Linked DNA regions of Mus musculus: region 1 is linked to region 2. A link is a contact called in public promoter capture Hi-C data. All regions are on one chromosome and are shown on one strand. The core of a region is the stretch at or near the end of the contact, and the rest is flanking DNA. Distances in the headings are between cores, read along the strand shown. Region 1 overlaps Gm30472 (a long non-coding RNA gene). Region 2 overlaps Tor1aip2 (torsin A interacting protein 2).

Region 1 (4,140 bases), core at 285-2,784, 160 kb before region 2:
TGAATGGCAATTTCTAATAAAACAGTTGTGAAATTGTGTCGCTTGACACAACTTAGAGCCATTTGGGAAGAGAGAGCCTCAACTTAGAAGATTCTTCTCTTAGTCGGGGTTTCTATTCCTGCACGAACATCATGACCAAGAATCAAATTGGGGAGGAAAGGGTTTATTCAGCTTACACTTCCACATTGCTGTTCATCACCAAAGGAAGTCAGGACTGGAACTCAAGCAGGTCAGGAAGCAGGAGCTGATGCAGAGGCCATGGAGCGATATTACTCACTGGCTTGCTTCCTCTGGATTGCTCAGCTTGCTCTCTTATAGAACCCAAAACTATCAGGCCAGAGATGGTACTACCCACAATGGGCCTGCCCCCCTTGGTCACCAACTGAGAAAATGCCCCACAGTTGGATCTCATGGAGGCACTTCCCCAAATGTAGCTCCTTTCTCTGTGATAACTCCAGCCTGTGTCATGTTGACACACAAAACCAGCCAGTACAGCCATCTAGAACAGAGACCACAATCAACTTTATCAAATGCTTGACAAAATGTGAAGTGCAGACTAAATGATACACAGCAATGTGGCATGTGACCCCTGCAAGAAAAATACTGGGGACCTGGGATGGACGGTAGAGATAGGAACTTGAGGAAGAAGGTTGAAGAAGGGATTGGAAATGGGATGGTGTTAGGCAACTGACTCTACAGCTTTTCCTAGGGGTAGGTAGGGCAGCGGGACAGGTACTGGAGTGTTGCTGTGCAGGTCGGCCAAAATGGCACAGAGAACTCCTGAGCCCCGGGCCTGCCTCACTCTGCCACAAGTGCACAGACATATTCACACTTCCCGTGGTACCTTTGGCCAAGACAGACCACCAAAGTTCCTCTTCCAGGAATTACAACAGTCAACTGGCTGTCGGATGTATTTGTTACTGGCAAGATGAGGCTGGATGAAGCTCATTTTAGCCTGAAGAGTGCTTTGGAGGATGCTGTCATGGACCAGGCTTCCAGCAGCATCCAGCCTCTCTCCTTCTCTCTGCTGCTTCTGGCCCATCTTCAGGCCTATCACAGGACCCACGTGAGAGTACTCAGGCAACTTCTGGTCTCCAGGGAGGTTTTCTTGCATTTCCATCCATCCTGTGACAATTTTAGAAAGACATACTTATGTGACTGTTTGCTTTTTGTGGGTTTGTCTGTGAGATGCCACTACCTAGAGCACACAGGTGGCCAAGACTTTGCCACAAGGATAGAATGACAAAGCAGTCAAAGAGGTCAGCTGCTCTAGTAGAGGGGAGAGTTAAATGGCTTTTGTCCTTAAGCCACTATTGTTTCAAGACCTGGACTTTTGTGTAGTATGGAAGACCTGTTGGAGAATTGGATTAGCATGTCAGGCATGCCAGCTTATTTCCATAATCCCAGTACTGGTGAGAGATGAATGAGGCTGGACGATTAGAACAAGTTCTCAGGCAGTCTGGGACCCAGAGTTAGGCCCCATCTCAAAACACAAGGCCGAACAGAGCACACTAGCAAGTCCTCTCACACGCTTATCAGTTTGTGCGCAGTTGGCCAGCTGTAGTTCCAGGAAGGCATTCCTTTCTCATCTCCAGGGCACCAGGGCTGGGATGGGGGGAGGGGTGTCTGTTTCTCTTCCTGCCAGCATCCTGAGATCCCGTGGTTTCTCTTCCTTGAAATATATTTGTTCCTCAAATCCCTCCGATGATCTCTGCTAATGGAATGCTCTACGGTGTGTGTCTGTGTGCACTAGTGCATGTGTTCAGTACACATTCCCATCGGTTACTGCTTTGCGTTGAAACTCACTTGTTTCAAATGGTTGTGGCTTATTCAGTCAACTGTATTCAGATCTCCACCCTCCAGCTTCTCTGAATTCCCTTCGGATGAGTATGGGATGTAGACATTCCAGTTTCATTTTAATCCATTGCTGCATGGATCACAAGAGCCAGCCAGGTGAAAGTCCATTCAGTACAAAGACAAAGTAGTCACAATCCAGGGCGGTGCAAGCAGTGGGCACGGGGAGGTGGGGGGCATTGGGCTGAGGACATGATGGAGAGAGAGTCACCAGGCTGGGCAGGTCTGAGAAGGAGTCTCCCGTGCCTTTAACATTTGTCTCTTGCTGTGGAGCCACAGTGGCTTCTTCCTGAGCTGGCCTGGTTTTACAGATGGGTAGGACTGGCATTGTAACACCACTGCCCCTGTCACTCCTTGCATACGGAGATCTCCCATCTCCGCCTCCAACAGGGGTTTGCTGTGGAGACAGCTGAGCTCGCAGCTCCTGGAAGTGCCCAGCAAAGTTCACCTCTGTCCTCCTTTCCTGTTCTCAGAGTGCTTTCAGCCCCATTCCCATTCTTTCCTCTTTTTTTTTTCTTCCAACCTCTGTTTCTATGAAAAGATTAATCTTTATGGTTCAGCTCTCTGAACCAAAGTGCTGATAGAGGGAGAGGCGGCGAGTGGGTGCTTCCCCGCACTGCTTCGGGGTGCTGCGCTCCTGCTTTTTAATCTTGCTGCTGTCAAGCTCCATTAGGAGGTCTGAGCATCAGCCTCCTACCTTTGGGGCCTGGCCTTCCATCAGCCCTGGCTGAAATAAGGGCAGTGCTTGAGATTGGTATAAAAAATGACGGGCCGTGGGTTCCAAAGAGCAGGACTGTAACTCAGTACCTCTCTGGGCTGGTCCCCTCACATGCCACAGGAGACCCTCTGTCCTCCCAGGGTGGTGACAGCCTCTGGTGGAAGCTGTCAGGATGCCATGTGCAGTCAGCCACAGCAGCAGCACACCAGGGCTAAGCAATGGGTTTCCTCTCCTGAGAGCATGGAATGGTGCTGGTAGAAACAAGCCCCCACCTAACGTAAGTGAAGACATCAGCTCGGGCACAAAGGTCAAAGGTGGCAGCTGTCCCTGCTGACTTGGCTTCTTGTCTAGTCCCCTAGGTAGCTTTGCTGAGTCAGAAGTAACACTTTGACTCTTGCCTCAGGACTGGCAATAAGTTTCTCAGAAGGAAGAGGCCTCCTGCATGCCTCCCCTTCTGTGCATTTGGTATAAAGTAGAAACTGGCACCCTACAAGAAGATGAAAGAAATGTTTCTTTGGCTTACATTAGGGCCTTTACTGTCACCTGTGGAAAACATTAAGGGCTCAGCTATGCAAGTTACTATGCTGGATCTAAAGCCAGAAGGGCATATGTGTGTGTGTGTGTATGTACCTGTACATATGTATGTGTATATGAGTGTACAAATGTATATGTGTGCATGTGTATGTCTATGTGTATACATATACATATGTATGTGTGTGCATATAAGCATGTGGGCACATGTGCATATGTATGTGTGTGTATGTATGTGCATATGTGTATGTCTGTATGCTTATATATGTGGTGTGTATTCTTAACGTTCTTGATATTTTTGTATAAAAAAAAGCCCTCCTGAACCAAGGCCTCCTGCACTCGTGTAGCAGATGTGCGGCTTGGTCTTCATGGGAATCCCCCAACAGCTGGAGCAAGGACTTAACCTTGATTCTGCTGCCTGCCTGTGGAACCTGCTCTCCTAACTGGGTCGCCTTGTCTGGCCTCAGTGGGAAAGGATGTACCTAGTCCTGCAGTGACTTGAGGTGCCAGGGTGGGTTGGTTCCCTGGGAGGGACCACCCCCTTCTCAGAGGGAAAGGTATTGGGGGTAGGGGAAGGGGCCGTGTAAGAGGGGGACTGAGAGGAAGGTATGCCGAGATCAGGATGTAAAGTGAAGAAATAAATATTTTTTAAAGCCCCCCTTGTATAAAAATATTTCTCAAGTTATTTTTGTATGACAAAAAAAAAAGAAAGTGATGATTATAACTCAGCAGGTCTTGCTGCTCTGTGTGCATAGCACTAGCTAGGAGATGGTGACACATGGAAGCCAGGAAGGTCAGAAGAAGCCTGGCAGACCTTATCCCACAGCTACTGTTGGAGTAAACATTTCATCTTTCAAACAAGGTCAAATTGAACCTCACAACTGTCTGTCTTTGACAAGCTAGGTATTTACTGTGGAATAGTCATTTTTGTTATTTAATAATTGTGTTTAATTCAGAATTAAAAATGAGTTTGTTAGTAAGAAAGTCACCTGTGGTACATTTGTGTTTTAGTGATACAGATATGACATACTTCTTTT
Region 2 (3,922 bases), core at 585-3,084:
TAGTTAAAAACAAACAAAAAAAACCCCACCACCAATAAAAAACATACACACACAGGCAAATTATCACAAAGAATTACAACACACATAAAAGGCTGGAAAACTGAATATGAAAAGCAATGGTCTAGAAGACAGTACACGGGATAATAGGCTGGTGTGGCGGCACACTACCGTAATCCCATCCTGTAAGAGCCCGAGGCTTGAGAATCATTACTTTGGACTGTGTAGAGACTCGGTATCAAAACCAGAAAATTACTTGTTCTGACCCCAAACTAACATACTGCTTCTTTTCAAAATGACTTTTAAGAGGTCTGGGATATAGGTTAGTGGTAGGGCACTTTCCTTGAATGTTAAGGCCCTGAGTTTTGAAACAGAGGATAGAAAAAAAAAAAGCAACAACAACTGACAAGTCTCACTCAGCTGATTGCACTTATGACAAAAGGAAAAGTGTATTTTTACAAGGTAAGTAGTAAAAAAACCAAAAATAATTGAAAAATAATAAATTTCTAAAATGTATTATATCCTAAATTTGTGTTGACAGGAAACTATGTAAGGCTGTCGTTTTACATAGTTTTAATGAGGAAACGATTGCTTTCCACTTGTGATCTGAGCCACTGACATAGACTGTGCACAAATACTGTAGACATTCCTCTAGAGTCTGAGGTAGCATGGGTCAAAGGCCAACATGACAGTCTGCAAGGCACCTTTTGACGCGATTTGATGTGGTTTTACGCGATGTAATGCTAGTGGCTAAGAGCTTACATGAAAGTTGGATATGATGGCACACACCTGTAGCCTCGGCACTCAGCACACGGAGGTAGGAGAAATTACTCTAAGTTCAAAGTCAGCCTATGCTACAGAGTAAACACCAGGCCAGACATGGCTATGTGACAAGCCACTAGCATTCAAAACAAATAAGTCTAGAAATACAGAAGAAAAAAAATTCAAAAATGGCAAATGGATTTTTCTTCAATCCCTGTGTTTTACAATGAGTTGACAGAAAAATTCCATTCACTATGCTTAAACTTTGTGTAGGGTCTTTTCTGAAATCTATATCAGGATTCCTTCAAAATCCCAAATACATACTGTTTCATGTGTGCCCCCATACTTAACTTACTTAACACCAAAGGTTGTGGCCAAAGCCATCTTGTGGGAAATATTTTCAGATCACCTCTCACCCGTGTCTCTGTGATCCATTTAACTACCAATAGACATCTTCTTAGTGTTTCCTAAAATCCCTTTAGACTCAGGTTGCTTAATGTCTTAAGTGTATACATGATCTCTTAGCAGCAGATGACCCAAAACTGAGTGCAAGATTCCAAGGGCTTTTCCCATCCATGTAAAGGAACAGACCTTTTGTGGGTCAAGATCATTTTACTAGAGTTTTACTTTCAGAGTTCACGTACTGATTAACAGCTTATTGGCCCCAGTCTGAAATCATGGGATGTAGCTTAACAACGGATATTGGCCATGATTCCTCTTTCTGTTCCCTACAGGAGACCTTCCCCTTGTGTTTATCAAGTTCCTTTCCTGACGGCATTTCTAACTAGCTGAGGACCTCAAGTCTTTTCTGAAAGAACACAGACAACAGTGAGATTCCAGCAGGGGAGGACAGGAAAGATCCACAGAAAGGGACAAAAGCTCACGGCCCTGCCCTACACCCTCCAGTAGCAGCTCATCTGCAGGTCTCTGTCGCCCTGAACAACAGAACTTCCTGTTACTCCTCAGCTTTAACCCTTTCATGTCTTCCTATCCTTCCTACTCTAGAATGCACTTTCACTTCATCAATGGCTTTCAAACTTCTCTGTGAAACTCAGCTCCACTGAAATCCTAACAGAGAACCCCAAACCCAGCAGCCAAGAGCAGGCATGATTCACAGGAAGGAGGGGCTGCTGGGTAGGCAAAGACAAGTGACATGGCCAAGGGGGATTTTTTCATTTCTGGTGATTACTAACAATTTCGTCATTGAGTCCAATGCTTGGGAAGGTTCTTTTTTGAGCACAGCTGTTCTGGCCTCAGCTCACTAACGGAACAGAAGCACACACACACCAGGCTCTTAGGTAGGTTTGGAGGGTTGAATTCTAGTTTTCTGTTTTCACCTACTCAAAGTGCAAATCTGTGTAAGACACAATCAACCCACAAGTGTATTATTAAAGTGAGTATTAAGGCCAGGCAGTGATGCTGCACGCCTTTAACCCCAGCACTTAGGAGGCAGAGGCAGGCAGATTTCTGAGTTCGAGGCCAGCCTGGTCTACAAAGTGAGTTCCAGGACAGCCAGAGCTACACAGAGAAACCCTGCCTCAGAAAAAAACAACAAAAAAAAGTGAATATTAAAAAGCACTTAATATGTAGTAGAAGAGTTCTCTAAAATCATTTACATGACACCTCGTCCAGGTCCAAGCACTGCCCTAGAGGCTGGTGAGAGTCCTTGCAGGCAGCAGTGGGGCTGCAGTTCCCCGGAGAATCAGATCTTCCTGTGCAAAACAATTCTATTCTACTGATGTGCTGGACACTTAAACAATACATCATGTTGTATTTTAACCCTGATTGGCTTTAAAAAACAAAGAAAAACATCAGGCCAATTGTTAGTTTTATCAAAGTTCAGACTAGAAAGATTTTTTAAAAGTCAAAGAAAAAAAGCTTCTTTTCTAACACAGTGACGGCCTCCCAGCTGTTTCCTCTCACATGCCAGTCACCTCCTAGCGGGACAGAGCCCTGAGACATGGCCCTTCCATGTCACCTCTGTGACTGGCTTCACAAAAGGCAGCCTCGCTCTTCTATGTTCCTGACGGGCTGGACGGGCAGCACCAGGTGGGAGATGCGGCTCCAGAGCCCACTCAGTTTGTCTGAGTCCATGTGGCTGTAGGAGGTGGGGCTCTCAGAGTTGGTGAACTTAGCCCAGAGTAAATCCCTCACCTTTTCTTCTATTTCCCTGGGGCTTACACTTGCTTCTAACGTTTCCTCCTCCAGCAGGACTGTCAGGACAAGTGCCACATCTTTAAAGGCGGCGTTCTCATGGTCACAGTACTTGTAGAAGATCAGGGTGGAGCCGGCAGGAAGGGATTCGAAGTGGTGGACCACAGCAGCCTTGTGGCCATTCTCAAACCCATCGCTAAGCTCCAAGTCAACCAGCAGCTTGACTGTGTCACTGTCCTGCAGGGCCCTTTCGGCTCCGTCTATGGAGACGGCAGTCACCTTCTGGGAAGAGGTGTAGGCGTTGGCAACATGGTAGCTCAGGCACTTGAGGGTCTCCTTGCCCTCTCGAGCAGCTGTGAAGATGATGGTGGCCGGCTCACTGGGGTTCGAGGCATTGAGGTGCTTCTGGAGAAACTTACGTCCTCGCTGCCACAGGAAGGAACTCTGACCTGGAAATTTCTCCTTCAGTTGGCCAAACTGAGCCAGGAAGGCCTCCAAAGCCGGGTTCTGGGGCACCTGCTGGGCTGGGGAAGAATAGTAGCTGTTGACGGAGCTTAGCACAACAGCCACGATCAGGCAGCCGAGAAACACGGAACCTGTCAGATGAGAAAATAACAGAAAATGAGGAGCATGAGTCAGAAACAATGCTTGTGGAAAGTGGAAATGAAGCAGTTTCCTATCCAGTGTTACTGGCAATGCCCAGTTCCTTTGTCTGACTCTTCTATATTTTCACACCTCTAATAGAAGCTGAGGCAGGAAGATTGTCATAAATTTGAGGTCAGTCTGGTCTATACAGCAAGAAATAAAACAAAAAGTCTAACAGAAATACCTTCTTTAATCTCTTAAAGCTATCTGGAGATATAATATCTGTGTCAAAGTTATTTATATACTTTGTCATAGTCAATGATCCATTTGAAAGTGAGTCATGTGAACTTTCTCCCACATTCTCCAAGTATACAGTAGCTAGAACAGACCACTCTGTAATTAAAACTTAAAAATGACCAAGACG

What was found. Capture Hi-C pulls out chosen DNA fragments and counts their contacts.
Region 1: a contact with region 2 is called in a promoter capture Hi-C map of adipose tissue. The contact joins two enhancer-like sites. A contact is called at or near these places in 4 of 484 Hi-C or Micro-C datasets (B cells, the P5424 cell line, embryonic stem cells and 1 more), 7 of 115 datasets of contacts at active chromatin or transcription factors (embryonic stem cells, extraembryonic endoderm stem cells, fetal liver and 2 more) and 2 of 9 other capture datasets (adipose tissue and liver).

Annotation. Positions count from the first base shown.
Region 1 is chr1:156,220,270-156,224,409 of GRCm38.p6, reverse strand. It overlaps Gm30472 (a long non-coding RNA gene), which reads right to left. Exons shown (of 3, transcript XR_865656.1): 2 at 845-1,125; 3 at 463-499. Among named protein-coding and RNA genes, the nearest start is that of Gm30472, 9.2 kb to the right of the region's middle. Within about 2 kb of position 1,534, at least 66 of the 459 cell types and tissues checked have an H3K27ac peak or open chromatin away from gene starts, as enhancers often do. A contact at or near this core is called in adipose tissue and pancreatic cancer cells, where this site is marked.
Region 2 is chr1:156,064,288-156,068,209 of GRCm38.p6, reverse strand. It overlaps Tor1aip2 (torsin A interacting protein 2), which reads right to left. Exons shown (of 7, transcript NM_172843.4): 7 at 1-3,509. The coding sequence ends at 2,752. Among named protein-coding and RNA genes, the nearest start is that of Tor1aip1, 30 kb to the right of the region's middle. Within about 2 kb of position 1,834, at least 65 of the 459 cell types and tissues checked have an H3K27ac peak or open chromatin away from gene starts, as enhancers often do. A contact at or near this core is called in adipose tissue and pancreatic cancer cells, where this site is marked.